Linked DNA regions of Mus musculus: regions 2, 3, 4 and 5 are each linked to region 1. The links are chromatin contacts, called in public promoter capture Hi-C maps. All regions are on one chromosome and are shown on one strand. The core of a region is the stretch at or near the end of the contact, and the rest is flanking DNA. Distances in the headings are between cores, read along the strand shown. Region 1 holds the start of Snapc1 (small nuclear RNA activating complex, polypeptide 1). Region 2 holds the start of Gphb5 (glycoprotein hormone beta 5). Region 3 holds the start of Pcnx4 (pecanex homolog 4). Region 4 holds the start of Dhrs7 (dehydrogenase/reductase (SDR family) member 7). Region 5 holds the start of Kcnh5 (potassium voltage-gated channel, subfamily H (eag-related), member 5).

The links. Promoter capture Hi-C pulls out the DNA fragments that hold promoters and counts their contacts. Capture Hi-C pulls out chosen DNA fragments and counts their contacts.
Region 2: a contact with region 1 is called in a promoter capture Hi-C map of liver, with 5 times the contacts expected there. The contact joins the promoter of Gphb5 here to the promoter of Snapc1 in region 1. A contact is called at or near these places in 9 of 39 promoter capture datasets (the 3T3-L1 cell line, the SN4741 cell line, cranial neural crest and 5 more) and 1 of 115 datasets of contacts at active chromatin or transcription factors (neural tube).
Region 3: a contact with region 1 is called in a promoter capture Hi-C map of adipose tissue. The contact joins the promoter of Pcnx4 here to the promoter of Snapc1 in region 1. A contact is called at or near these places in 8 of 39 promoter capture datasets (cranial neural crest, frontonasal cranial neural crest, hematopoietic stem and progenitor cells and 5 more) and 2 of 9 other capture datasets (adipose tissue and liver).
Region 4: a contact with region 1 is called in a promoter capture Hi-C map of liver, with 2.7 times the contacts expected there. The contact joins the promoter of Dhrs7 here to the promoter of Snapc1 in region 1. A contact is called at or near these places in 6 of 39 promoter capture datasets (the HPC-7 cell line, frontonasal cranial neural crest, hippocampal neurons and 2 more), 1 of 484 Hi-C or Micro-C datasets (B cells) and 1 of 9 other capture datasets (liver).
Region 5: a contact with region 1 is called in a promoter capture Hi-C map of hippocampal neurons, with 4 times the contacts expected there. The contact joins the promoter of Kcnh5 here to the promoter of Snapc1 in region 1. A contact is called at or near these places in 1 of 39 promoter capture datasets (hippocampal neurons), 1 of 115 datasets of contacts at active chromatin or transcription factors (astrocytes) and 1 of 9 other capture datasets (embryonic stem cells).

Annotation. Positions count from the first base shown.
Region 1 is chr12:73,961,590-73,967,367 of GRCm38.p6, reverse strand. Snapc1 (small nuclear RNA activating complex, polypeptide 1) reads right to left here and starts at 2,871. Exons shown (of 10, transcript NM_178392.5): 1 at 2,622-2,871. The coding sequence starts at 2,806.
Region 2 is chr12:75,414,209-75,419,986 of GRCm38.p6, reverse strand. Gphb5 (glycoprotein hormone beta 5) reads left to right here and starts at 3,206. Exons shown (of 3, transcript NM_175644.3): 1 at 3,206-3,318; 2 at 4,173-4,377. The coding sequence starts at 4,174. It overlaps Gm34613 (a long non-coding RNA gene), which reads right to left and starts at 3,896. Exons shown (of 4, transcript XR_381695.3): 1 at 3,228-3,896; 2 at 521-716.
Region 3 is chr12:72,533,612-72,539,389 of GRCm38.p6, reverse strand. It overlaps Pcnx4 (pecanex homolog 4), which reads right to left and starts at 3,033. Exons shown (of 11, transcript NM_026327.3): 1 at 2,851-3,033.
Region 4 is chr12:72,661,786-72,667,563 of GRCm38.p6, reverse strand. Dhrs7 (dehydrogenase/reductase (SDR family) member 7) reads left to right here and starts at 2,736. Exons shown (of 7, transcript NM_025522.5): 1 at 2,736-2,935. The coding sequence starts at 2,803.
Region 5 is chr12:75,174,298-75,180,075 of GRCm38.p6, reverse strand. It overlaps Kcnh5 (potassium voltage-gated channel, subfamily H (eag-related), member 5), which reads left to right and starts at 2,744. Exons shown (of 11, transcript NM_172805.3): 1 at 2,744-3,620. The coding sequence starts at 3,548.

The DNA.
Region 1 (5,778 bases), core at 1,622-4,121:
CAACAGCACACTCCAGAGACCCTAGCAATTGGAAAATAGAGAGAGAAAGGTCAAAAGGTTGTCCTTGGCTACATACTGAGATCAAGGCCAGCCTGGGCTACAAGAGATCCAGTCTCAAAACAAAACAGGAACTTGGGGGTGGTGGCCCAGACTGTAATCCCAGCACTCTGGAGACAAGAGGTACAGACTGTCACAAAGTCAACCTTCAAATACAACCTTAGCTAAAATGCCTCAAAATACATCATATAATTATAAATATGCTGTGGTTTTCATATTAATAACAGCAAAACAAAATGGTAAACACCTAAGCACCTTAGTTAATATAATTTATTACATCTCATTACAAATGGAAGAGGAAACAATAAAAATAATAAGTACAGTAAAAGAACACAAAAGACCTATGGTAGGTAGTGTGGAGACCAAAATGACTCCTAAAGAAAATCCAACTGGGCTGCAGTGGCATACGCCTTTAATCCCAGCTCTCAGCAGGCAGAGGCAGGGGAAACTCTGTGAGTTTGAGACCAGCCTAGAATACTCAGTTCTAGGACACTCTGGGCTTCACAGAAAGACCCTATCAGGAAAAAGGGAGGGGGGGGGGTAAGGAGGGAAAGTTACCCCAACCTCTTTAGTACAGTGAAAGACTTTAAAAACAGAAAAGACAAGACAACAGGCTGTGCAAGGTGATGGCACCTTTAATCCATCTCCATGGTACTTTCCAGGCCAGCCAGGACTGTATAGTAAAACCCTGTCTCAAATAAATAAATAAATAAATAAATAAATAAATAAATAAATAAATTTAAACTAAGTTTTAAAAGGAAACAGGAAGACATAATAGATTTAGATTCTTTTTAAAGATGGGGTCTCTATCTTCCAGCCCAAGCTGACCTCAAACTTGCAATTCTCCTGCCTCTTGATCGCTCTAATTAATAAGCCTCTGATACCACACTTGATAAAATTAACTTCCTCTAAGTGTCAATTTTCTTTCTTTTTATTTTTTTTGTTTTTGTTTTTTTCAAGACAAGGTTTCTGTATAGCCCTGGCTGTCCTGGAACTCACTCTGTAGACCAGGCTGGCCTCGAACTCAGAAATCCGCCTGCCTCTGCCTCCCAAGTGCTGGGATTAAAGGGGTGCGTCACCACGCCCGGCTATAAGCTTCAATTTTCTAATCTCTAAAACATGGAACACTTATACCAGCTTTTCAGAGCTCTAAGTTAAGTATATTAGATAATGAATCCATTACAGTTAGCTACATAAAATATCAGTTGTACAATAAATAATTTTTGTTGTTATTTGGGGTTTTGAGACAGTGTCTCCTGCAGAATTCTCTTTGTAGCTAGGATGGCCTTGTACTCCTGGCCTTGATTCTCCCCACATTCTGGGCATTCTCCCCACATTCTGGGCATTCTCCCCACATTCTGGGCTTAGAGGAGTGCTGCCCCAGAGCAGGTTAATTTCATCACCTGTAGTAATTTACACCTTAATTTGTAATAACTGACAATCTACATAATAGTCTAAATCAATAATATAAAAAGTTCTATTTTATTCAACAAAAGATCTATTAAGATTCCATTCAATCATTTACCCTTTTCAAGAATTTATATGGTATGGTAATTAATACAAACACCGTATTCAAACGTGGGCAAGGTGGTGAATGCCTGACCTTAGAAGGAAGAGTCAGGCAGATCTCAAGGCCAGTCTGGTATAACGGCAAGTTTCAGGCCAGCCAAAGCTACACACAATGAGGGCAAGTCTCAAAAACAAGTAAGGAATACCACATTAATCACATGGCTGTTCTCACTAAGTTCAGTCTAAGGGAGAAATCAAAGAGTAGTAATAACTCTGAACATTAATTTCACACGTCGAACCAGCTAATATATTGATTCATTTAATTCCCACACTATCATGATCTAGTTTACAGACAAAAAGGGTTGTCTCAGATCTGGGGGAGGGGGACTGGAGAGCTGTATTCAAATCCTGATGCCCAAGACCCATCATCTCCACTCTTCACCGTTATCCAAGACTGCGTCTCTAATTATGAAATATACTCTAGACGGTGAGATAAGCCCTTCGTGCTGGGGGTAGACAGAACTCGAGCCTCTCACTTAGTCCCGAAGGCCAAAAGAATTCCCTAAAGAACTGTCATTTGGGTTCAAAAATGACTGACGAAGTGGACAAGCAAAAGGAGATGGAAAATTCCCAGGCTAGGAAACGCCAGTGGAGTACCAAAAGCAACTCGAGCCAAGAGAGTGAGTGCAAGGTGTGGGCACTGGAGATGAGGCTGGGGACAGAGGTAAAGGCAGCTACTGGCTTGAATCTAGGCTTTATCCAACTAAAGGCGATACACAGAGATTCAAACCTGCACTTGCAACGTCAGTTGTTGCATGCTAAATGAATTCGTTCGTAGAGGACCCTGTGTCGGTGGGAATACTTTGTTTCTAACCGCGGATTCATTCGGCAATCAAGATTGGAGGAGGTTTGGCCTCGGATGGAGGCGGTGGAGATGCAGAGGGCCGAGCCAGCAGAGTGCAAGGGCGACCCACGGAAACCGCCAAGGCGGAGGTCGGGGATGCAGGCTGCGTTCCCCACAGGAGAGACAGGGTAGGAGGACGAGGCACACCCACCAGAAGATGGTCGCGAACTTCATGCTGCGCCAGAGCTCCGTGAAGTCCTCGAAGCGCACGCTGTCCATCTCTTGGAAGCGGCTGAGCAGCGTCTCGTAGTCAGTCTGCAGGCCCGGAGGGATCCCCACGCCTTCAACAGTTCCAGCGCCCGTGGGACGGGTCCCGGCGCCCGCAGGAGTCCCCATGCTCACTCTCTCCCGGACCCGGCTTCCCCAATGCCCAGAAGGCCCTGTAGCACCGCCCCAGTCACGTCACATCACGTACGCGCACTCCGTGACGTACTATCCGGGACCTCAAGCCCCGCCTTCATCCGGGTCTTACCTGGCGCCTGTGGCGCTTCTTGCGCGTGCGTAAATGCAAGGTGATTTTAGTCTAGGAAGCCGAACTTGGTGTGATACACGCCTTTAATTTCAGTGCTTGAGAGGCAGAGACAGGAGGATTTCTGTGATTTACAAGCCTGTCCGGTGTATGCAGCGAGTTTCAGGTCTACATAGAGAGACCCTCTAAATAAATAAATAAATAAGACCTTCAAATTAGATAAGTAGGTAGATAAAACAATAGTAGTGCCTGCTAACTATTAATCAATAGGACATGAAGACTCGATTTCTCTCTCTCTCTCTCTCTCTCTCTCTCTCTCTCTCTCTCTCTCTCTCTCTCTCTCTCTCTCCCTCCCTCCCTCCCTCCCTCCCTCCCTCCCTCTCTCTCTCTCTCTCTTTCTTTCTTTCTTCTTTTTTTTTTTTTTTCCGAGAAAGGGTTTTCTGTATATCCCTGGCTGTCCTGAAACTCATTCTGTAGATCAGGCTGGCCTAAAACTCAGAAATCCGCCTGCCTCTGCCTCAACTAACAGCCCCCAAAAGGATTTGAGGTCTTCATTGCCTCCTGACTTATGTAAACTACACTTAGCCTGCCAGTCTTCTTTAAAGTGACTCTACAGTAGCAACCACCCTAACCTCCCTCCACGTGGGAAGATGATCTAAAGAGAACTTGTTAGGGAAGGAACTCCCGTGGTTCTTCCTCATTGCCAAGATCCCCTACAGTCTATGCTTACTTGAGTGATTAATTTGTGGCTCTCCAAGTAATATGCAACCACTCTGGGCAGCAGTTGCTGTTTCCTACCGTTGTTGCCTCTGACAATCTAGCACACTGTCTGATATACTGTTTGGCTAAAGTAGCTCTCTAGAAATCCCACTTTTTAGCTTCTCCCAGGGGCTTGTTACGGGTTAGCATTCTGTATTTGAACTGTATTTCTGTTTTGAAGGCACACTAATCTTTAGAAAAGGTATTCTGGGATGTGCTTGTATGGATGCATTTATTTTATTGTTTGTAATGGTTTGTTTGTGTGTGTGTGTGTGTGTGTTTTCATGAACACACCTCCTGGCCCATGTGGAGGCCAGAAGTTGATGTCCAGTGTGTATACATATATTTTAGTTGTAGTGGGTTTTTTGGTTTGTTTTGGGTTTTTTTTTGTTTTTTTGAGACAGGGTTTCTCTGTATAGCCTTGGCTGTCCTGGAACTCACTTTGTAGACCAGGCTGGCCTCGAACTCAGAAATCCGCCTTCCTCTGCCTCCCAAGTGCAGAATTAAAGGCGTTTGCCACCACGCCCAGCTATAGTTGATTTTTAATTTTATGAAAATAGAATTGCAATCTACAACTCATATTCTTCAAAATATTTTTAAACATTCAAGATGTATCTGTGCTGCTATTTGCAGCCATAGTTCCTATTTTCACTGTTGAATTAACACTAATACTTTGTTGAATTAATACACAATTTGCCCACAGTTCCCTCTTGGAGTTTATATAAATTCCAGATTTTGCTATCATAAACAAAGCCACTACAATCACATCTCCACCTACTTTGTAAGGACAAAATACAGAAGACTTAATCAAATTTGAATTTTCATATCAACTTTAAAGCTTACTTCCTGTGACAAAAATCCTTAAGACAATTTACTTTAAAAAAAAGAAAAGAAAATGTTAGCTGGGTATGGTGGTGGTGCACACCTTTAATCCCAGCACTCAGGAGGCAGAGACAGGTGGATCTCTGTGAGTTCAAGGCCAACCTGGTCTACAATCTGAGTCCAGGACAGCCAGGGCTGGTTACATTGAGAAACCTTAGAGAGAGAGAGAGAGAGAGAGAGAGAGAGAGAGAGAGAGTTTATTTGGACTTCAGTTGATTGTTAGTTAACCCTATTGCCTTGGGAGGAACGCAAATGATGGAGCTCTTAGGGGTATGTGTGTGTTTGTGTGTGTGTGTGTGTGTGTGTGTGTGTGTGTGTGTGTGTGTGTGTGTTGGGGTTCAAGAATCACCTCCCAAACCATACAAACACTGATCTTAAGTAAGAATAGTTTATTGAACAGACATCTTCATACTGAATGTTTGGGACAACAAAAAGGACTCAGAAGCTTAACTGTAGTATTAGACTGCTCTCAGGATAGACTTTTTATAGGAAAAATCAGCTTCAGACATTTAAAGGGCAAGGAGGCGAGCAGTTGGCTTCCTAGGCAAAGCTCTTTGGTCCTGAGTACAGTAAGCAGGGTGGTGAACAGGGAAACTTCAGAGCATTGAGATAACAGAGCATGCATGTTATACTCTTAACTTTGGGTTTATTAGTAGCATTCTTCAGTGTCAGCCACAAAAACCACCACGAGCTCATACATAGGTGCAGGAAGGACTGCCAACTGCTCAGCTCTGACTCAAGATATTTTAGACATAACAGTTCAGATTGACCTTTGATTTGATGGGTCCTACATAAAGTTTTGTAGAATTTCTTAAGATTAGCAAGCCTCATACAGAACAAAACAGGGTATGTGGTCAGGATGTCGTTGCTTTAAGCCCAGTCACTTCTATGTGTCAATGATTGGCAGGCATGTTATAGCAACACTATGAAATAGCTGGCAGGCATGGAACAAAATGGCTACAGCTATTCTGGGGGTGAGTGTTAGATCATAACTTCTTGTTGTTGTTTTGGCATTATTTTTAGGGGTGTGTGGTGGCCATGGCATGTACGTGGATACTAAAGCACACTTTCAGGCAGTCACTTCTCGCCTTCTGTACAGGGATCCTGGGATTTCTAACTCAAATCTCAGTTTTCCCCCTGCAAGAGTTTCACTGACTAAATTGTCTTACTGACCCAGTTTTTCTTTTTCTCTTTTTTC
Region 2 (5,778 bases), core at 1,957-4,456, 1.5 Mb before region 1:
TCCATTAACACTTTAGTGGAATAATTTAATTATTAATTTAATTAATAATCCAGTTTAGATAATTTTTGTACTGGGTGAAAGCTAGGAATCTAGTCTCAATCTTCCATCCACATGTTCCATCCCACTACTGCTTGCTAGCTGGTCATCTTTTCTCTACCTTATGGTTTCGGCATTTTGATTGGCAGCTGGCTGAAGATGGGTGAGTTTACTTCTATATCCTCTATTCCATTGGTTCATGTGCTTGCTTTCATGCCTACCCTAAGATGATTAAAAAAACCCAAAAAACTATGAGTCTCTAGGGCAGTGATTCTCAACCTTCTTAATGCTGTGACCCTTTAAAACAGTTCCTCATATTGTGATGACCCCTCCCCCCACCATAAAATTATTTTCATTGCTACCTCATAACAGTCATTTGCTACTCTTATGACTTGTAATGTAAATATTTTTGGAAATAGGTTTGTCAAAGGGGTTGTGACCCACAGGTTGAGAACCACTGCTTTAGGATATTTTGGAAACGTACCTTTGAGATATCTTTAGTGTTTTCGTTTTGGTCTGGACTGCTCTCAGTACTTCCAAAGGTCCTAGATCTAACCACCATTGTTGGATTAAATTTCTGCCCTCCTGCCTTGTCTGGCCTCAGAGGGAGAGGATGTGCTTTGAAGACTCAGGGTTCAAAGCTGCCTTTGCAGTCACGTTCCCAACCTCTGACTCTGTCCCTGCAGAGAGACAAGTGACACGGCAGAATGTCAAGATGACAAAACATGGCACCCAACTACCATCCCTCGTTTTATGCCCCCTCTACGTAGACTGCTAGTAGTCACCCTAACATGGCAGGCCATGCAGACACTCCTGTTGGCTACAGTCGTTTAGAGGGTTTAGAGAAACCCATTTGCCAACTTTTGTCTTGTTAAAGGCTATGGAAGTAGGTAGTAAAAAAGTGACCGAGCCTCCATTTCTTTTCTTTCTTTTTCTTTTTTCTTTTTTACATTTCTTTTTTTAATGTCTTTTTTTCACAATTTTTATTAGATATTTTCTTCATTTACATTTCAAATGCTATCCCGAAAGTCCCCTATAACCTCCCCGCACCCTGCTCCCCTACCCACTCACTCCCACTTCTTGGCCCTGGCGTTCCCCTTGTACTGGGGCATATAAAGTTTGCAAGACCAAGGAGCCTTTCTTCCCAGTGATGGCCGACTAGGCCATCTTCTGCTACATATGCAGCTAGAGACACAAGCTCTTGGGGGTACTGGTTAGTTCATATTGTTGTTCCACCTATAGGGTTGCAGACCCCTTCAGCTCCTTGGGTACTTTCTCTAGCTCCTACACTGGGGTCCCTGTGTTCCATCCAATAGATGACTGTGAACATCTACTTCTGTATTTGCCAGGCACTGGCCTAGCCTCATACGAGACAGCTATATCAGGGTCCTTTCAGAATTCTTTACAGTATGGCGGAAGAGCTGAGGAGAATGCATGCCAGGTCCAGCAGATTCTGGCTACCATGTGGAAACAGCCTTGGTAACTGCAGAGGTCATTATTGGGCTGTCAATGATGAATGGACAAGGTACTGGTACCAGAGCATGCTGTACTCCAGGCAGCTGGGGACTGAGGGAGAGGGGGGCTCTTGGCCTCTCTTGGCTGGCTGGCTGTATTTTGTGAGATCACAGGCCAGTATGCTCCTGTCTAAAGGAAATACAGGGACAAAGACTGGAGCAGAGACTGAAGGAAAGGCCATCCAGAGACTGCCCCACCTGAGGATCCATCCCACATGTAGACACCAAACCCAGACAGTATTGCTGATGCCAAGAAGTACTTGCTGACAGGAGCCTGATATAGCTGTCTCCTGAGAGGTTCTGCCAGATCCTGACCAAAACAGATGTGATGCTTTCAGCCAACCATCGGACTGAGCACAGGGACCCCAAAGGAGGAGTTAGGGGAAGGATTGAAGGGGCCTTATCTGGCATCAATGGGAGGGGAGGACCTTGGTCCTGTGAAGGATTGATGCCTAGTGTAGAGGAATGCTAGGGTGGTGAGGTGGGAGTGGGTGGGTGGGTGGGGGAGCACCCTCATAGAAGCATGGTAAGAAGGGGATGGGATAGGGGGTTTGCTGAGGGGAAACTGGGAAAGGAAATAACATTTGAAATGTAAATAAAGAAAATGTCCAATTAAAAAAGAAAAGAAAAATAATCTTTCTGTGTAGAAAATGGACATACTTTAATTTCTTTATTTTGTGTCACCGGTCATTTAATATGCATCTCGAACCTCTCTGGGTATGTCGTGATTTGCTGTGAAATGTAAACTCCCGAGGGCACAGATGTCTGCTTCATTTACTTTTTAGAACACCCAGAAGAAGGGCTACAGACAAGTAGCTTTCTAATCCGTTTCCATGCTGTTATTGTAGAATAGAATATAAACTATGCCACTGGTCAGAAGAAGGACTGTGCTGTTTTAGGTTCAGCAGGACCAGAAATATAAGACATTTTCATGAAAGCATCATTGAATGTCTTTCGATGCAGCACATATAGATAAATATTGGTTTACTTTAATTTTAAAAGCATAATACTAGCTGACTTTCTTGAACAAAAACCTGACTCATGTAAAAAAAATAATCCCTAAAAGTATATAGAAAAAATTTTAAAGTCGTCTTTAATTCCCATATATGAAGCTAATTATTTCCAATATCTCTGCATTTGCCTGAGTGATTCATTTAAAGATTTTGTTAATGTTACTAGTCAAATGATTTTTAAGACTTTCAAAGTTTTTTTTTTTTTTTTTTTGTCTGTCAGTAGGTATGCCATGTTGTTTCCAGGTAAGAATTATTGTCTTGCTGTTTTTCAGTGTAGTAAGTATAAGGAAGAGACTTGCCAGAAGCTGCCAGTGGCTTACTGTCTCAAAGGCAGGCCATGGTTACTATGAGGGAAACTCTGATCTATTTGTCCCTGGGCGCTTCTTCTCAAGAACCAGGTGAACTAACTACCTCTGACTGTCTCCCCGGGATTATGTCACCCCCACCAAGGCAACTTTCTGTTTCATTCGGTGATGTCAAGAAACAAAACACCACCCTTGAAGTGAATCAGTTTTGGAAAATAGAGACTGGCTTCATACTCCGGGGCTTTGATGTGCTCAGTAGTTCCTGTAAGGATCTGCCTCTCTTCTGTTTTGATTGACAATACCTTCCCTATATATTTGAATAATCAGGCAGCCTGATAACAGAAAGGAGAGACACTTACCCAGAGTGAACTTTCTCCACTCATTGCAACTTTTGAAAGCCTGGGGTACAAGTGTCAGCTCTCCAAGAAGAGTTGATTCCAGCAAGGTCAGGTAAGTGTCTCTCCATCACTCACGTCCTTCCTCCTGAGCAGAAGCCCATGGTGTCTGTATGACAGCATCCCATACCAGTAGGAACTGAAGGTACAGCTTTGGAAATATAGCTCTCCTTGAGTGGCACTGACTTGGAACATGATACACATGTGACGTCCATGTGTGTTCTGTGCAGTGGGCAAGCATCGTGTGCTACTAACCAGAAAGGATCAAGAACAGACTTCATAGGAGGATGTAATGCTCTTTCCATTGTTTGCTTTTAAACTGAGCCACAGCTTGAGATTTCGCATAACGCAGGGCAGAGGTAATCTATGGGGCATAGAAAACATTTTATGAGTGGCTACCACACCAGGCACCAGGTTTTATAATGCCTCCTGTATGGTAGGTTGGGTTAGCCACAACACACCCAGGACACGCCATTATTAGTACTTATCTTCCTCTCCCATTCATTGCCCATTTATGACACTGAAAGCACATATATGTGCTAAGCTCTAACGTGACACCTGCATACGCTGGACCTGGTAAAAAGAAGGGATGTGTGCTATTTCAGGCTCTACATTTCTTTTGGTGTGCCTCTTATTTTTCATCGGGATAAATTCCTTTTATGTATAAATCAGCTCCAGGAGTTCACCAAGGGAAAGCCTGAGACTGCTTTGAGGGTAGGGTATCTAGAGAGAACTATTGACTATCCACTAGTTAGGGAGCTCTTGGAGTTGGACAATTCCTGGGCTCATTTTTTTTCCTGTAGTGCTAAGAGCAAGGCCTCTTTGAGAGGGGCCACCACAGTGGTGGGCAGCACCACCGTGAGCAGTTGGTTATGTTCAACTTTGTTTCCTTTTCTTCCTGGGAAATAGCATGAAGTTGGTATACCTTGTCCTTGGTGCAGTGGCCCTCCTTCTCCTGGGTGGCCCTGACTCTGTCCTCAGCAGCTCCAGTGGGAACCTGCACACTTTTGTGGGCTGTGCTGTGAGGGAATTCACTTTCATGGCCAAGAAGCCAGGCTGCAGGGGACTTCGGATCACCACAGATGCCTGCTGGGGCCGCTGCGAGACCTGGGAGGTGAGTAGTCCAAGGGGCTTGGGTGGCAGTGTCCTCGGGGACAGGGCCTTGATTTCAAGCTCACAGTTTCACGATGGAGGGGAAGCTGGCATACCTGCCCTGCCCTCTGGGCTCTAAAAAGCTGATCACACAATTATTTGGCTTCTTCCATATGGTCTGAAAACCATGATGATGGTTTTTTCCAGAGGACTGTTGAGGTTGGTAATGTAATTTCCATGGTTCTGTTTGGGAGCCATCCCTAGGAGGGTGGGTGCTACTATTTACCCATTGTAGAGATCACAGGAAAGGAGTCGAGAGGGAATGGCTTCGAAGTCAGAGAGAGTCAGTGCAAAGTTGGAAATGAATTCTTGGTCCAAACCTGTGACCACATCTCCTTCCTGTATTTTCTCAGCTGTGAGGAAGTCAGGCAGTTACCCAGAAGAACCCGGAAGCTGCATGCTGAGAGAGGCGTAGTCCCAGGCTCTGCCACGACTGTTTTCCCTTTGTCCCAGTCCAGTGTGAGATCTGGTCTGTCCCTTTATACCCAGTTCTGTCTGGACTTTCATTTTTAGAGTGGGTGCATACATCTCAAAGCTGGCTTAACTAGAAAGTGTTCGTGGTGTCCAGCTGAGCTGACTCTTGCTGAAAATGGTGACGTCTCAGTGACCTGAGCTTCAAAGATGGCAGATTTAGCAAAATTAAAGCCAAAAGAACCTCCCCACACCGAAATCAACCAACCAACTCAAAACACCATTAACCCCCTTCCACCTCAGACCCTCCCCACAATCTGAAGTGAAGTGAAATTAAAAAAAAAAAAGTTAGGGGACTCAGATAAATTTGAATTCAGATCAATAACACAATTTTTTTGGCCTAAGCCCACCCCAAATATTGCATGAGACAGATTTATAAAATAAAAAAATTGAAATACAAAGTTAATTGAGTACGCAATTTTTCTAGAATCCCAGAATGCTGAGAGTCAGAAGACAGAATGGAGAGAGAAACGGAACTTCTCCTCCCGGCCCTTGAGAAGGACAGGTCTCTGTTTTTATAATATTGAAGCTGGATTTCATCTTGAGCTGGCTTGCCTGTCATCTATAGGTGTACACACACACACATGTGTATGTGTGTGTGCCTATGCACATATGTACTTATGTATGTATATATGTATATCTCTTGATTCTATGTACCTGCGTGCATTATCTATATACGTGTATGCCTGTGCATACATCTAAGCACGTAGCTATGTATAGATGTATGTATCATCTATCTGATTTCCCTACTTAACATTATTATTATTTTTTGGATTGGAACAAAGGGACTGTTCCCTGAATGATTATTGTTATTGATTCGTTACTACATCCTTATACTTGCGCTCATAAGAGCCATTGACTACTTGTATTGAGCCCTGACCTTTCGCCAGGG
Region 3 (5,778 bases), core at 1,784-4,283, 1.4 Mb after region 1:
TATAGATATTACTTGGAGAAATAGTGGCCTATTTTGATCAGAACCTAAAGAATTAAGACAAGAAGAGGACTAAGCATAGCACCCATGCAAACCTATGCAAAGAAAAACTTATGATAGCTAGATGTCTGCTGTAAAAACCTATTCAATCATTAATATTCAAAAAATATTGTAAAGATATTTTAAAAATTGATGTCTGTTTCCTAACAATTCATAAGTGATCAATAGGGTAAAAAGTATATAATAAGCTGTTAACTTCTGATTGTCATTCTAGACCATAAAAATTTTAAAAATACTTAAGAATTTAGAGTATTTTTTGAGGTACTACAATTACATTTATGTGGAGAAGTATTGTGAATGCTAGCCTGGATTATCTGTAGAATATGACCATAAGAAGTAAACTCATTCCCTGAGTAACATGTTGGCATGTGCTTCTGAGGGCGGTCAGCACCTGGAAGGACAGACCATATCTGTCATGGCTTCCTCCAGCATGTTCAAATGCACACTCAATCCTGAGGAAACAAGAGCTGCGCTAATGACGGCAGCACAGCACTGACTCGGGCCATACACTCTCTACATACGCACTGAGAGGGAGCCAGCCAAACAGACTCTGAGACGCTGCTGCATTTGGAATCTGAGTCATGAAATTCCCACAGGGTAAGAAGCAGTTCAAACTTGCAATCTGCCGTGGCGGAATTCTTAGTTACCCACACAACAACTCATGGATCATATGCTGCGGACTAAAATCCCTTGAAAAAAGAAAGATACAACAAAAAGTAGTAGCTTGAAAGCACGCACAGCACATGAGTGTGCACACATTCCTCTAAGGCCAGAAGAAACAAATTCCTAGGCAGCTTTTTAGTTTAGGTTTATTCTTTAATGCATCATATCATTATTCTATGAATACAAGATACAGAACTCTGACTCTGTAGACCAGGCTAGCCTCAAATTCACAGATCCACCTGACTCTGCTTCCTGAGTGCTGGGATTAAAGGCAGGAACCACCAGGCAAATTCTGAGGATTCTTGAATAGAGGACTTGAAAGGAATATAAAAAGTTATAAAAGGTAAAACCTGATACCCAAGCTGGCCTGAGGACACTGGCACCTAACACTCTTGAACGAGAGCGGTTAAGAGCCCAGGCCATCAGGGAAGTGAAGCTATTTGCAGAATGGCAAAAGGCTGCAATTAGAGATCTGCATCTCAGCTATATTAATTAATTAACTAGCTAATTAATTAATTCTCCCAATTCAATGATGAAAATACAACCTGGTTTTAAAAAGATAAACTAAGGATAAGAATTGACAGTTTCTGGGTGATAGACCATGCTGGAAATGAAGCTTGCCATGAGGAAATGCAAGCCAAACCTACCATGAGATAGTGTGAATTTCTCTGATTGGCTAAAATAAAAATGAAAGCCTAGAACAAGTGTTGATGAGGTTAATGTAAAACCTTCAAATACATCTAGTGGGGATGTACAGTGAGTGGTGCTATGCTTTGGGAAAAAAAAAAATCTGTCAGTTTCTCAAAGAGCCAAACAAGGGAATTAGCCTCTGACATACCTATTCCATTACCAGGTATTATATCCATGAAAACATGCCTACATAAAAATTTATACAAAATGTCCACGGCATTATTAGTACTGGCAAACTCTTTTTGCCAATGGCTAATGGCTAAATAATACAGGGCATATCTGCCTAATATACTAATAAACAATAATGAATAATACAAGCTGCAACATAAAATTCGCTAGATGCACGCACACAGATCACATGTTTTAAGGTTGTGTTTATATCGAGTATCTGAAATAATTTTGTTGAGACTAAAGATTAGTGATTGCCTACAACTAATAGCAGGAATATTGGGGAGGAGAGAGAAAAAGCAGCTAAATAGAAAAGATTTCTTTTGGAGGTAATCAAATTGCTCCGAAACCAACTTGTAGAGATGATTGTGCAAACCTGTTGAGATGCTCAAAACCAGTAAGCTGTATACTTCCAGAAAATGAATTGTATGTACCTCAGGAAAGCTCTCACAGAGGAGGATGCAAAGGTCCCCTGCCCGGGATTTTCCACAGCAGTTAATAACCAATAGGCATTTCCTAAAGGTAGGAAAGGCATAACCTGTAGCTAGCCTGGGATCCAGGCAGTTAAATCACTAAAATGGCAATATCTGTACTGGATGCTGTGAGAAATTATGGGTGATTGGGTGTGAATGGAAGCAGATATAAAATAATATGAATGCTCTCTCTCTAAACTCAGGGATTTAATGAAAAAAAAATAGAACCATAGTGGAAAAAATGAATAAGGGGAACATGAGAATAAGAGAGCATACAATTCAGAGGTCTAATAAATAACGAATGGGATTCATTTTTAAAAATTCTGGTCTTTGACACGCAAAGGATTATATAGAGACAGAGAAACCTGAGAAACGCGCTATACATATCCAGGAGGCCAAGAATGAACAAATTTTGGTCAGGAGGGCTTGAGACAGAGATAAACCAAGAAAGAGTGATCTTACCTAAGGGGCATAGGCCATGAACTTGATTAGAGTAACATGGCCATCCCTCAGCAGGGCCAAAGGGCCATTCTCCATTTCACAGAGGCCTCTCAGAAATAAAACGTAACTCCACGGGCTGCAAAAGTATTCTCAGTCACATTAAAGCCAAACTGGATCACTACCTCGATCAACTCAATTTGCTCAGTACATTAAAAAGAGCAATAATTGCATTTAAAAGCTGTTTCATGGAGAGCGAAAGATGTTTCTTGAGGTATTAAAAGGTGAAGGAACCCAGTAGTACCCAGGGGTGGAAACTAAGGCAGCAACGAAGTCTCAGGTGTGTTGGGGACGGACATACCTGGAGTCACCGCAGGGGAGAGGCGACGCGAGGGCGTCCTGGGACCACATCTCCCCAGCTGAAGTCGGTTGGGAACTCCTGCCCGAGGATGGATGCGGGCCCCGCCAGCAGCTGACCGGAGGCCTCCAGGACCGCTCCCGTTCCCATGGCTAAGATCAACTGCGCTCGTGCCTCCCAGGGGTCAGTGCGCACGCGCGCTCGGAGGCGGGGCTGTGCGTCTCGTCCCGCCCCCTGCCGCCTGGTTCTGCCGGAGGCGGATTCATGTGTGCGGCACAGCAGCGCAGGGTAGGCGGGGTTTCCTCCGCGCAGGGCCGGGCGGGCTAGTGTTGTGGGAGACGCCCAGACTTCTTCCGCACTGGTGCTCTGGTTCTTGAGCGGCCTAAGCACCACCTCTGAACTCTCACCCGGGCCACGCCCAGACGAAGGAACGTGGTTGCCTTGGTGACGAGTCCATCGTTTGGCAACCTCGAGGCTGGAGAGCTGGATGACTTGACTGTCTCTTGGGGAGCCTAGGCTTTCCAAGATTGGCAGACCCGTGACTCAGAAGTGCAATAAAAGTCCAATCCCCCAGGGTTCGGATACCTCCATTAATGACTACAGAACTAAGGCCATTCAAACAGCCTCAGGGATGGGAATGTTTTTAAATGGTAACATGTGCCTGTTATATTTATATTTTTGCTCTTAGTATTATAGTACTTTGGGCACATTATAAACTATATCCATGTAAAATAATGAACCTGTCTGTGGCAGCGAGCCAGGGCCCAGGGACACAGGTTGTAGATAGTCACCCTAGCAACTGGATTTTTTTTTTTTCAAGAGATCTCCATTCAAGTGAAGTTGGGATTCTTGAATTTGCCACAGGAAAAAAATTCCAGGGCGAGCCTGTATGAAGCAGAGTTGGAGTCTACAAGTGATTTTTTTTTTTTTTTTTTTTTTTTTGGTTTTTCGAGACAGGGTTTCTCTGTGTAGCCCTGGCTATCCTGGAACTCACTCTGTAGACCAGGTTGACCTCGAACTCAGAAATCCGCCTGCCTCTGCCTCCCGCGTGCTGGGATTAAAGGCGTGTGCCACCACGCCGGGCTACAAGTGATTTTAATATAAAATAGAGGGACTGATAGATGTGCTCAATGACAGCGTAAGACACATCAAAGTGTGGGGACTTCCACTTTGCATGTTACGTATACAGTGTTGGTGATGTCTGAGGTTATGTAGGAAGCTCTGCTAAGGAAGTTGAGTGATATCAGAAGGTTCCTGAATTTGGATCGGATTACAACTGATAAAGTAAAAACAGTGTTTTGAAAAATATGTTTATAGTCTTGTTTGGAGAGTCCCAAATACTTTCAGGTTTACAAATACTTAAGAAAGGTGTGAGGTCATAAATACTTAGGCCTTAAGCATGGCTCGCAGGTATTTTTCCATTCTTATTTGAAATGATTCTACATGAAAGGAATACTGCCTTTTTATAGGTAACCTTCACAGAATATTATAACTATGCTGACTCTCTTCACTTGCTGGATTACTTTTTTTTTTTTTCTTCTGAGACAGGGTTTCTCTGTATAGCCTTGGCTGTCCTGGAATTCACTTTGTAGACCAGGCTGGCCTTGAACTCAGAAATCAGCTTGCCTCTGCCTTCTGAGTGCTGGGATTAAAGGCATGTGCCACCATGCCCGGCTTTACTGGACTATCTATCTTACCTTCAACTTTCAAAATAGAATTACAACTTTTTGAGCTTCTCAACACATATAAAAGTTTCTAACCTTAAAATATTGTGTGTTGGTTTGGAGAGATGGCCCAGTGGTTATGAGCAATGACTACTCTTCCAAAGGTCCTGCAGCAACCACATGGTGGCTCACAACAACTGTAATGGGATCTGATGCTCTCTTCTGGTGTGTCTGAAGACAGCTACATTGTGCTCATATAATTAAAATAAATAAGTCTTTAAAAGATATTGTGTGCCACTAGGTATATAGTAGCATTATATCTAAAAACATTATGCATATCTTAATTTCAAAACACTTCCTTGGGGGATCAGGGAGGTGGACCAGCAGAATTCTTGACTCTTAGCGAATAGAACTTCAACCAGACTCTGGAGTGAAAGGTTTTTCTTCCTTGCCATGGCCCCTTATTTCCCCTTTCTAACTATCTCAAACTTAAGTGAGAAATGTGTTTTGACAGTTCTACGGATTCGTTGATTTCCTTTTTCCTCCACTTCTGCAGCCCATTTCTTGAGACAAAGCCGTGCTAGAGTTAGGCTATTTAGTAATTCTAGAATGATCTCTAAGTGTCCAGGTGAAGGGGAGAGTTGTGTATTACTCACTTTGAATCGAAGCTAGAATGACTAAGCCTCGTGAGGCAGGCATGCCAAGAGCCAAGACAGGCTGAAAGCCAGGCCTCCAAGACCAAGCAACTCAAGCTGTAAATGAAAAAATTCTTAAAGGAAATAAAAGTGATGCTAAGAGAAAACACACAATAAGAAAGAAATAATTGATTATAGAAACTGCTGGTGTAGAGGATGTCTCAGTGGTCTGGATGGAAAACTGAACTAGTCACACGCTCTTTGACTCTGTGAAGGCAGAAGAAGAAGACACAGAAGCAAAGCTTGAAGCTAGCCTAGGCTGCGTCACGATACTTAAAGAAGCTGTTTCCATTCCATTGCATGTCAAGGGAAAGGTGCGAACACCAACAAAGCAGCTCCAGTGAGTCACCTGGAAAATCTAGCTAAGTCGTTGAAAGTGATCACACTAAGCAGCTGATTGTAAGTATAGACAGTATATATAGTATATACAGTTTATACAGCCTGGAGACTTGATATACAGTATATATAGTATATACAGCCTGGAGACTTGACTGAGCTACTGTAATTCTGTGGTAAAACAATGACAATGAGTAGCTGTATCTTAGCAAGGGGCAAAGATGATGATTGTGTAA
Region 4 (5,778 bases), core at 1,487-3,986, 1.3 Mb after region 1:
CCTCCTGTTGTCTATTCTTTCTCACTGCTGAACAGAAGAAATGAGGAAATAATATTATAATTAAAATTATAATATTATAATATATTATATATTATGATATCATAATAGATATGTTATCTAATGATGATTGAAATGGGCTCACTAAATATATAACTGGGCTCAGTGGTAGAGAACTTGCCTAGAATTTTTGAGGCCCTGGGTTTGAACTTAAGCGTGCACGCACACACACACACACGCGCGCACACACACACACACACACACACACACACACACACACGAGGTGGGGAGGGCATAACTGGATTCCAACATGAATTACTGAATAATGCTATTGTTCAAGTGAAAAATAATTTCTGAAGTTGACATTGGTTTGTGTTTTCCTTCTCTAATGCCCAAACTGTCATGTGGTTTTATTGTAGTTTTTTTTTAACTAGTCAAGGTCTTCCAGGGAAACAAAAACACATACATATTTATGAGTGATGGTAAAGAATTGGTTCACATGGCTTTCAAGTGCAGTAGGCCTGACGTCCCTAGCACACAGGCAGCTGGAATTCAGGGGAGAGGCGAGGTAATTGGAACCCAAGGGCAGTCTGGAAGCAAGATCTTCCTAGCCTTCTGCTGTTTTCTCATAACACTTCAACTGATTGAACTCCCCACATTATGGGGGGTAGGTATGTGCTTTATTGAAAGTCTACTGATATAAATGTTAAATAAATCTTAAAATACCTCACAGTAGCATCTAGACTAACATTTTAACAAAATTTGGATGTCATGGTCTGGCCAAGTCATGTTGCTGAACCATCTCCTCGGACCCCAAAGTGAATCTTTTTTTTTTTTTTTTTTTTTAAGGAGTTAGAGATCACTGTTTTAAAAGTGAATTTTTTAATATGATGATTATGAATCATCCTGGTTAGGAGTGCTTCCTCCAAACCAACATGTGCAGTTATTGTGTTCAACTAAGTGTTCCGTTTGTTAACATAAAACATTCTGAGTTTGAGGCAGGTGATCTCTCTGAGTTTGAAGCCAGGGTGGTCTCTATAGTGAGTCCCAGCACAAGCAGTGCTCCGCGGTGAGAGCCTGAAATGAAACAAAACAAGGCAAAAAAAGTCATGTTAGTAAAGCTTTTTTTGTTTGTGTGCATGAATGTTTTGTCTGAAAGTATGTTTGTGCACCATGTGAGTGCCTGATGCCCTCGGAGGTCAGAGATGGGAAATGGATCCCCTGGGACAAGAGTTACCAACAGATGTGAGCTGCCATGTGGGTGTGGAAATTGAACCCAGGTTCTCTGCAAGAGCAACAAGTGCCTCTAACAGCAGAGCCACCTCTCCAGCTCCAGTACGGAAAAACACTCTAAAGCTCTGCCTTGGCACTTCGACACTCAGCACCCACCCGGGTCTAATCCCTAGGGGTGGACAGGAAGAGATCATAGCTTCCTGCCAGTCTCCCAAGCCCAATGTCCCAGTCTCAGATCCCTCATCCCCACAGCTTGGGGTTGTGACCCATCGGAACACTAGATCCACTGCAGTCCTGTCCTTTTACAGAAGGGGAAACATTTGGGATAAGATTCATCATGAGACTCTGTGTGGTATTTTAAGACATCTTATTACAAAAGTAATGTGCTACAAAATAAAAATAAAATTCACATGGCCCAGGTGATACGTCAATTAGAGCAATTCTTGACCAATATTATTCCAAATGGCAGTCCAAAAGTTTAGCTAACTGACATGCACCTTGAACTATACCACAGCAATTTCTGATTAACACTAGTTCAAATATTTCCTGCATAGATCACTCTAAAGATGCAAAATATAGACCTTTGTAAACCTTTTCTCACTGCAATGAAAAAAGTGACAATTCAGCTGGGCGTGGTGGCGCACACCTTTAATCCCAGCACTTGGGAGGCAGAGGCAGGCGGATTTCTGAGTTTGAGGCCAGCCTGGTCTACAAAGTAGAAACAGAGAAACCCTGTCTCGGAAAAAAAAAAGTGACAATTTATAAAAACAATACTAACAAACACAGAAGAAAGAACAGAGCAATTAGTGTGCACAGAGGCCTTTCCATATTCAAATGCTGTCAAATGATAATGGCATCATTTACAAACGGTGGCAGGAGGACACCAACCTGAGTGTTTTTAGCTCCTGGAACTTAGCAACAGTTGCCTTCTAGCCCAGTTAGTTTTATGTTCTGATTACTCTGGGCCATGATAGCCAACTTTTGGCCAAATATGAGTATCATTTGTAATGTTTTTCTAAATATAAGCGGCCAGTCCACGAGGGCAACCCAGTTCAAGTGCTGAGTTACTTCGGTATGCTTATCTCAGTCCACAAGCTTAAAGTGAAAGGAAAACAGATTAGGAAGAGTGAGTGAGGGTTTGGCTCAGCTTTTGGGAGCTTGCCCAGCGCGAAGAAGGACCTGGGCACAATTCCCAGCGTGGAGCGGGGGATGGGGCCTCGGGGTCGGAGCGGGCAGTGATCAAAGTTTTGTTTTGTTTCTCGCCAAGGCACCACCAAAGCCCTGAAAAGTCGTCCTAAAAACAGCTGTTAAAGACTCCTTCATGCCCTCACAAATCTTGTTGACTGCTCTCCCAACAGCAGTTTCCCAAGATTCCATGCCTTCTATTGCAACACCCCGGCAGTCTTGCACGCAGTAGGGACGCGCAGAGACGCCGTGGTGCAGCCCGGGACACAGATGGAGCCCCACCTTCGGGGACTCGCTAGGCGGAGCCCCGGGTTGTGACCCGCCGCGTAGAGGGCGGGCGCCGACTGTCTTCCGCTTGCGGCAGAGTCGGGTAGGCAAGGGACAGCGATGAGCTGGGAGCTGCTGTTGTGGCTGCTGGCGCTGTGCGCGCTGATCCTGCCCCTTGTGCAGCTCTTGCGCTTTTTGCGGGCGGATGCGGACCTGACCTTGTTGTGGGCTGAATGGCAAGGGCGACGCCCAGGTGAGCATCCTCTACAGCCTGGGCTCTAAGGAAGATCAGGGCCGAGGTCCCTCCCAGCTGTTGCCAAGCTGAGCCTTGACCAAGGGCTGAGGGTCCGGGAGGAAGAGGCAGGGGCTAAACAGGCAGTACCCACTCTGTCGCTTGTCTTAATTCGAAAATGGCCCTGATTTGTTACCCAGACTAGGATAGAAAACGTCAAACCCCAAGAGAGCGCTGCAATTCTCTGATGCCTGCAAGACACAGACTTCTTCCGTAGGATCCCCGGACACTCTCAGGGAAGGCACCATGGAGAGCAGAGTGTGTCCCTTGCTTTCTAAGAGGCCGGAACATTCTTTGATCCTGCACTTTTTACTTTCCCGGAAGCACCCAAAGAAAATTTGGCCTGAATCACTTACTCACCTGCTCACTTGGTTAAAATTTTCGCAATAGAAAGCGCTGAGCTGGCTTTTTGCCAGGAGGGAGATCATTCTGTGTACAGTAAGGCACGTTTCGCCCGCTCCACTTCGATCTGCAGCTTGCGTGGTGTTTAATGTTCACTTAATACATGATTCACATGCTCCGATATATCAGTTCACAGATGCTGCTGGGTGTTATGTCACGTTGGCAGTGTGTTCAGCAGGCCACAGACAGCCTCTGACCTTTGGCGTTAACAATTCTGATGACATGGGCACTCTTCGTATTGTTTTTCAGTTAAAGACATTGACAGAGAAACTCAAAGCCTCCCTAGGTAGGCTTTTCTGATCCTTAAAGGACTAAGTGGGATTCCACTGTTCGTGGTGGAAAATACACAAAGCACCCGAACAAAAATGCTTTGAAGTAGCTGGTGGCTCAGAAGGTACTGCATTCAAAGTCAGCAGGGCAGGAGTAGGTGACAGCTGGATCTTGGATTTTATGTCCCTCCCAGATGTTGGCAGGCATCCTTGCTGTCTTTTCTCTGAAGCTGCATTGCCTTGGCTCAAACAGTTGCAGTACTGACAAATGCAACTGCACAGTGTGCTTGTGGATTCAGCGCTGCAAAACAGGAGAGGGCATGGCTGTGACTCGGAGACTGTCAGTGTTGAGGGCAAGAATCCTAAATACCCCATACATCTTTTAACTGTAACTCTCCACTGAGCACCATTGAGACAGATGGATGTATCTGTAAGCTCACGGTCAATAGCAGCCTGTGGATGTTGTTTGTGTTTGGCCTCATTTATTTAAATGGAAGATTGAGTTAAACTCAGTTTATAAATTATGTGACTGTATAAAAGTTATTAACACATTAATTATGTCTGAAATGTAGGTGTGTTTAGTCTTTTTTTTGCGGTGTAATTTTTTTATTACATATATTCTTCATTTACATTTCAAATGCTATCCCCAAAGTCCCCTATACCCTCCCTCCGCCCTGCTCCCCACCCAACTCACCCACTCTCCTGCTTCCTGGCCCTGGCATTCCCCTGCACTGGGGCATATGATCTTCGCAAGACCAAGGGCCTCTCCTCCTATTGCTGGCCAACTAGGCCATCCTCTGCTACCTATGTAGCTAGAGACACAGCTCTGGGGGGGGGGTACTGATTAGTTTATATTGTTGTTCTACCTATAGGGTTGCAGACCCCTTCAGCTCCTTGAGTACTTTCTCTAGCTCCTTCATTAGGGGCCCTGTGTTCCATCCAATAGCTGACTGTGAGCATCCACTTATGTATTTGCCAGGCACTGGCATAGCCTCACAAGAGAGAGCTATATCAGGGTCCTGTCAGCAAAATCTTTCTGGCATATGCTGTAGTGTCTGGGTTTGGTGGTTGTATATGGGATGGATTCCCGTGTGGGGCAATCTCTGGATGGTCCTTCCTTCCGTCTCAGCTCTGAACTTTGTCTCTGTAACTCCTTCCATGGGTATAGAGAAGACAGGACGTAGGGAGGGTGTGGCCTCTGTCTCGCGCTGGAGAGAAGCAGCTTCCACATCGTGTGAGGGATGAGGCAGAGAGTGGTGCAAGGCCTTGGGAGAGATTTCTCAAGCTGGCATTAAACTCTGGGTTTCTTGTCAACTCTCAGAGTCTGATTTTTTTTTTTTAAGTCGTTGTCAGATTCTATGGAAACACTAAGAAAAAAAAAAAAAGGATGCTAGATTAAAGGACGGGAAGATAGGTGTTAGATCTGTGATCATGTGGGCATAAAACGAGCCGCTGGAGACCATTTTCACTCAGGCTTTACATAATAGGTGTTTATTGGTGTAAACAAGGTTGGACTCTGTTAATTTAGGCTGATTAGTAACAGTTACAGCGTAAATGAATGGTGTGTAGGGTAATGTGTAGACAAGCTTTTAGCAAGCAGTTGTGAATGGCTAGCTGAGCACACAGCCTCTCATTCATTCAAAGTCTTTGGTCAATTGTACTCTCTCCCCAAAAGCATCTTACCTGAAAGGAAAGCTTTGTTTACATAGTTTGGTTATTTCTAGGACAAGTTGTATGTGTTCCAGTGTCTAAGAAACAGTTGGGTTTTAAAATGTTTGGGGCTTTGACGGTAGTTTGATGATAGAGAGTACCTGTGTCTGTAATGCTTGCAGCTTGGGCTCAGTCCTCAGCACTGGGGACCAAACTTGACCATATCTGAATGTGTGCACCACAACACAGCAGACAGTGTTTTGTTTCAGCTAGGCTTCTTGGTGTTTATTCAGTAGATACTTACTACTTATGGAGTCCTTTTGATATTCTAGTCTCTGCAAGATATTAGGCCACCGGTGAGGAGGAGGCGGCCAGAGTCGATGCCTCGGTGCATTTAATAGACAAGTGTGGAGAGCTCTCCCCCTCACTCCTGGAGACCCCAGTGTTCTGAAGAACTCGGACTCCATAAAGTTCCTGTGATGT
Region 5 (5,778 bases), core at 1,495-3,994, 1.2 Mb before region 1:
CCTTTTACATTGTTTCCTTCTAAACTGGAACACGTCTGCAGTTGATCCTGGAGGCAGCAGAGTCTGCAGGGGTTGGAACTCTTGGTTCTCACAGACAACACCTTTCTAATCACCACTCTTAAAGACGCAGGAGACAAAGCACAAGAGGTTATGCTTTGAAATGGAATTTTGGTCATAAAATAAACAAAGAGAAGCCCTTCGTGTGACACGGCAGCCTTTAAAACCTCAACTTTCTCACCTGATCAATCCTGTGGTTTGGTTACAACATATGGACTTTGTCTGCAAACCCCTTTGAAAGAGCTGTATTGACACCTTGCTGGAATCTGCCAGCACACTCCTTAGGGCCAGACAGTCCATCTGCTGCTGCTGCTGTTGCCGCCACCACCGCGATGCTGCTGCCTCCACAGCCTCTCTCTCTGCTTTGCTTTCTTCCACTGTGATTTGATTGGGAGTTGTTGCAAGTTGTTGCTAGGGGTTCCTCTTTCCCGTAGCTGTGAGTGATGGCAATAAAGATGACTGGATGTTGTCGGCTGTTGCCATACAAATCCAAGCTCAGGTTATTATTTACAAGGAGCCCTGGTTACGGGTAGGAGGCCCTATTCTAGTTTCTACCCCAAGTGCTCTAAAGCACTGTTTCCTCTAGATTAGGACACTTTATCTTTCCAGGCATCAGTTTTTGCCTGAGTGAGAATCTAAACTGGAACATTAAGGGAAGTGTAACCAAATGCTTTGACATTTTGTAATGCCCAGCTAGCTGCTTTAGTTCCATACAGTCATTAAGATAAGCCAACAGTGTAATGCCATCCAGAAATTAAGGATAAAGAAGAAAGGAAGCATGCCATTTTAATTAAAGCTGTGGATGGGAATAATGGGGACATTCTACAGTGATTGTGTGACTGCGTCTTAATGGAGTCCGAAGAGTTTCCTCTTTGGGAAGTGTGAGCTAATACACCCACAGAGAACTGATTAGGACGGGGATATTTATATTAGATAGGAAACGCTGGGAAGCTGAGACTTCAAATCAATACCCAGAGGCGAGATGTGGGCAGCTGAGGATGTGCAAAAGAACATATAGGCTGAAAATATTCCCCGTCAACGTTGATGGTAGAATTGCCCTATCATGCTACAAGTCAAGGATAGAAACCTTGCATAGAGATGCTTGTATTTTCAAGTATTATGTCTGTATATTCAGCACTCCACCAACAGCTGAGTAATCTGGGATCTTTTAGAACAGGTCATGTAAGACACAGCAGAAGGGGAAATGAAGTATGTGTTTAAAATTGGGGTTGTAGTGATGGGTCTGGTTGTGAAGTCCTTGTTATTCCTGTGGCCCAACCCGTTTTCATTTTCCCTCAGAAGGAATCTCCATGGAGCTAACTTTTGGCATGGCCACCTTTCAAATTTGTGCAGCTGCCCTGGCTCTGGGTGGGGAGCGGAAATTTTGGAGGAAAGAAAAATTACCGTAGGGTAAAACCTGGATCCTGGCTTTACATTTAACTCTCTGCCAGAGATAGATACATAGATAGGTAGGTAGGTAGGTAGGTAGGTAGGTAGGTAGGTAGGTAGATAGATAGATAGAGCGAGCAAGAGACAGACAGAGACAGAGACAGACAGAGAGACAGAGAGCTAGGGAGAGCACTTTAAAGGCCAGTGAATGGAGGAGTATTTCACTGTCACAGGCCCGTAGGTAGCAAGTAGATGCTGCTGCTCTTACTCTCAGGATGCCCTCTGTTTGACAGGCAATCATTTCCACAAAGATTACCTCGCCCTGGGTAGCTTGACCCCAGCAACCAAGATGTATCATTCAACTAACCTTTACCCTTTGCCCCCTGCCTCTCCCCCAACTCAGAGCCTTTTCTGTTCCCAGAGGGTTCTTGACTCCACAGGCCCAGGTGGAGTCTCCTAAAGGGAAGTTTAGGGTTGCCCTACGCTTGTGGCTTGGGTATCATATTTAGGCAGAGGGTTTATTACCAACAGATTGATAAACTCCATCCTCAGAGTTCTTAGCGCCCCTACTTAGGGATAAGGCCCCCAAATTTGCATGTCAAGACTTCTTAGGGGATGCTAATGCTGTAGCCTGGAGCAAAAACAGCGCCTTTCACAAAAGAAGGGGCTGCCAAGCTCTTTGGGCTCCCCCTTTCTTTTCATGTCTTCCGGTCCCTTTCTCACTTGTGGAAATTTCCCTTTCGTGTGGCTGCCCCCTGCTTTTAGACCGCTTTTTAACAGTCCCACTCCGGTCCAGGTCCTGAATGTAGAGGAGGGCGGCCTCTCCCCAGCCTTGCGCAGCTTTATTCTCTCAGCTTGTACCACTTTTCCACGCAAGCGCTGCCGGTTGCTCGCGCTCTTGTCTGAATTGTTGACTCTCTCTTTGGACTGCTAGCATCGAGCATTAAGTGAACTCTTATTTTTCTTTTTTCTTTTTTCCAAGTTTGGGTAGGGGGATCCGGTTTCCTGTTCTCCTGTACTTAGCAGCCCTGGGGTAGCTCTCCAGAGGCTGTGTCAGAGCCAACCTCCCTCCCCACCCCTCGCGCGCCAAATCCAGCCTGGGGCGCAGGGCCATTCCGGGTGCCAGCTCTGCTCTCATATTCCATCTGGCTTCTGCTCCAAATAGTGGGGTTTCTCAGGGTGTAGAAAGCTCCCGTGTGGAGGCTTCAGGCGCCAGAGCCCGGAGGGGGGCGGTAGCAGCGTCAGGTGGCTGCTCCGCGTCCCCGAGCGCCACCCAGTCACTTCCTACTCGGCGCACAGTCTGGGCTAGAGCAGGAGCCCTCTTGCATCTCAGCCCCAGGACCCGAGTCCTCCGGAGCTGCTGGGGTTTCGGACAGCGGCAGCAGGAGAAGCTGAGATGTGACCTGCTCTCCCCAGAGATTGCCATTTCCCTCTCTGGTGCCTGCCTCGCGAACAACAGCCCGCACCAGCCAGCGAGCACTTGTCTGGATCTTCCTGGAGAAAGGAGCAGCCACTAGGCGCTCGCAAAGCCTGGACAGAACTTTGGCTGCCCTGGGTAGCTGTGAAACAGCTGAGTGAGAAGGGTGGGCTAGGAGACCAAGGGAGCAGAGAGCTAAGGAATGGGGTCTTAGCCTGGGCTAGGGGTGGGGAGAGGGAAGTCGAGTTGCTCCTCGCTCTCTCCCAGAGCCCGGGCGCGGGGCAGAGGGAGAAATGCTGAGCCCGCGTCCGGGCTCCTGCCTCCCCGGCAGCATCTTCAGCAGCAGCCTCAGCATCAGCACCGGCGGGACAGCGACAGCGGGGGCGGCGCAGGCGCACTGTGCCCGGCGGAGCCTGCAGTTCCCCAGCCCCGTGTGCGGCACCGCCACAGTCTGGGCAGCGGCGGCCGGGGGAGCGCTACTACCATGAACTGCTTGGTCCTCCTTCCCAGAGCTGCTCATCCGGGTCGGGCTGGAGACACACTCAGGGGACCCCGCCGCCGCCGCCGCGCCCCCTTTTCTTTCAGCACCATCTCCACTACCTTTTCCTCCTCTTCTTCCACCTTTTCTTCCTGCTTCCCCCCCTCCCCCGCCGCGGATCCTGGCCGCTGCTTTCCAGACCCAGGATGCCGGGGGGCAAGAGAGGGCTGGTGGCTCCGCAGAACACATTTTTGGAGAACATCGTCAGGCGCTCCAGTGGTAAGGAGAGTTGCAGTTCAGAACATTCCCTACCTTCATCCCGCCCACGGCGCCCCCGTCCTGCCCATCCCATCCCTCTTCTAAGGGGGGAGGGGGTGTAGGCAGTGGTACCTGGTGGCTTAGGGTGGGTGGGGGCCGGGAAGGAGGTGGTGGAGGGACTTAAGTTGCATCTGTTTCCTAAGAGAGATGTACCCCCTCCCACCTGTCCAGACCTTAGAGTAGGAGCTAGGAAAGGGGGTGGGTAGAGCGGAGGTCCATCAAAATAGCTTTGAATTTCACTTTGATGATGAATCGCTCCTTGTCCCATCGCTCCCCAAACAAGCTGCAAGCGCTGACCAAATTCTTAGAGCCAGTTTTTGGAGGAAGCTTTCCTTTTAAGTTGGGAATGACTGGGAAAGTGGCCACTTCATCAAATTTAAGTCACTAGGATGGCTTTTGGACCCACTGTGCACAACTGAAAGTACCCTGCCTTAGGGCGAGTAGTCGGAATTGAATCCTAAACAGTCAGTGCTTGGAAAATGGGAAGGCAGTTACTCGGATCAAATTTGGTTTAAAGTTTCACGTTTTATTTGTTTTCTTCATTGCGTGTTAGTTTATAGGTTATATCTTGCCTATCGCACTTGACCAGAAGAAGGGTAAAAACAAAGCCATAGTTTCTGTACTTTCAATGCACTTGAAAAAAGATTTAAACAATACCACTCTACCTTGCTCCTGCACATGAAGGCGCCCTGCCTCTGACGTGCCTTTAAAATACCATCCATTTATGCGTGGTCGGATTATACAAATTTGATCTACTGGGTTTATGCATCTTTTAATTGTTTTAAAAACTCTTTTACATAATTTTTCAACTCCACAAGCAAACTGTATGGAGTATCATTTAAGGGTTTCTCTTCGGAACCCCTTTCTGGAGAACCATGAGAATATAATTCTGCACATGGATTTGAGTCAGAAAACAGTTGGAAGGTTCTGTGAGGGTTCTGTGATCCCTTGTTCTGTCAATCACTCATGGGAACCAAGTGTATTTGGGAGCCTTGCACAGGAGGCTCAGTGTGGGCCATGTGGCTAAGATCTTTGGCTGTGGGCTAGAGGGACACACACAAATGATAGCAGATAACTGGACACAGAGTAGTAGCTTAGACAATACCACCTCTTGGATTAGCATCTCTCTGAAAACTAGGCTTGCAGAGGCATCCTTGGAATTGGAATAACCTAAAGTGTTTTCTTTAGATGTTCACCTTGGAGTTTGGGTTGGAGCTTTGTGAATCTTTCTTTCATGTTAGTCAGTGTGTGATTCTGTGTAAGTATAGAGCTGCAGTGATACATTTGGATTTAAAAAAATAGCTTATAGTACTGCACAGTCATTTTAATCCCTGTATTATTTTTAGCTACGCTAGTGTGAGGTTCATATGCACTTTCAGGTTTTAGAACAATATAAATTAAGATAGAAGTTCATAATGGCATGAAACTTCTATATTAACCCATTGTCTTATGAATATCTTATAGAAATCTAGAATACAGGGAACATTACTTTTAAGACTATCAATTGCTGCGTGGAATTTAAAGGTTACTAGAATCAGTTATTTACAGACTTATGGCGATTTTCTTGCAAATTTCCCATCTTCTTGAGTTATTCTACTTCACGCTTTTTGTTTTTTGAGAGCAGTTTCTGAGGAAGACCTTAGAATACCAGACCCATAGACTCCCTGCCACCCTCTGAGGTGAAGAGAGACACAATGAGAAGTCCAGGATTGAAGTTTATCATTTGTAGCAGTATCAGTCCAAACTTTCTCAGGTTGGACCAGAGATGAGATGGTCATAGAATACGTTTCTGTAAAATGTGACATGAAATGATGATTTACGTCATGTGGCTCAGATCTGTCTCCTCCCTTCATCTCCACTTTATATCTACCATACAACATATGAATATTTTTATCTTATTTACACTCTGGGATTAGAATGCTTTCATTAATTTAGTGCTTCTTTCCCTGGTTAACGGCAAGTATGAGTGAGATTTACCTGCGTTGACACTTAGGGATCCCACCTTTCATTGTCTATGCCCAACTTTGAATAGTTGTCGGACGTAAAACCTTGGGATTTTGTTGGGCATGTGATAGAGACTTGAGAGTTATGCACATCTATATGTAGTAAGGACCGGAAG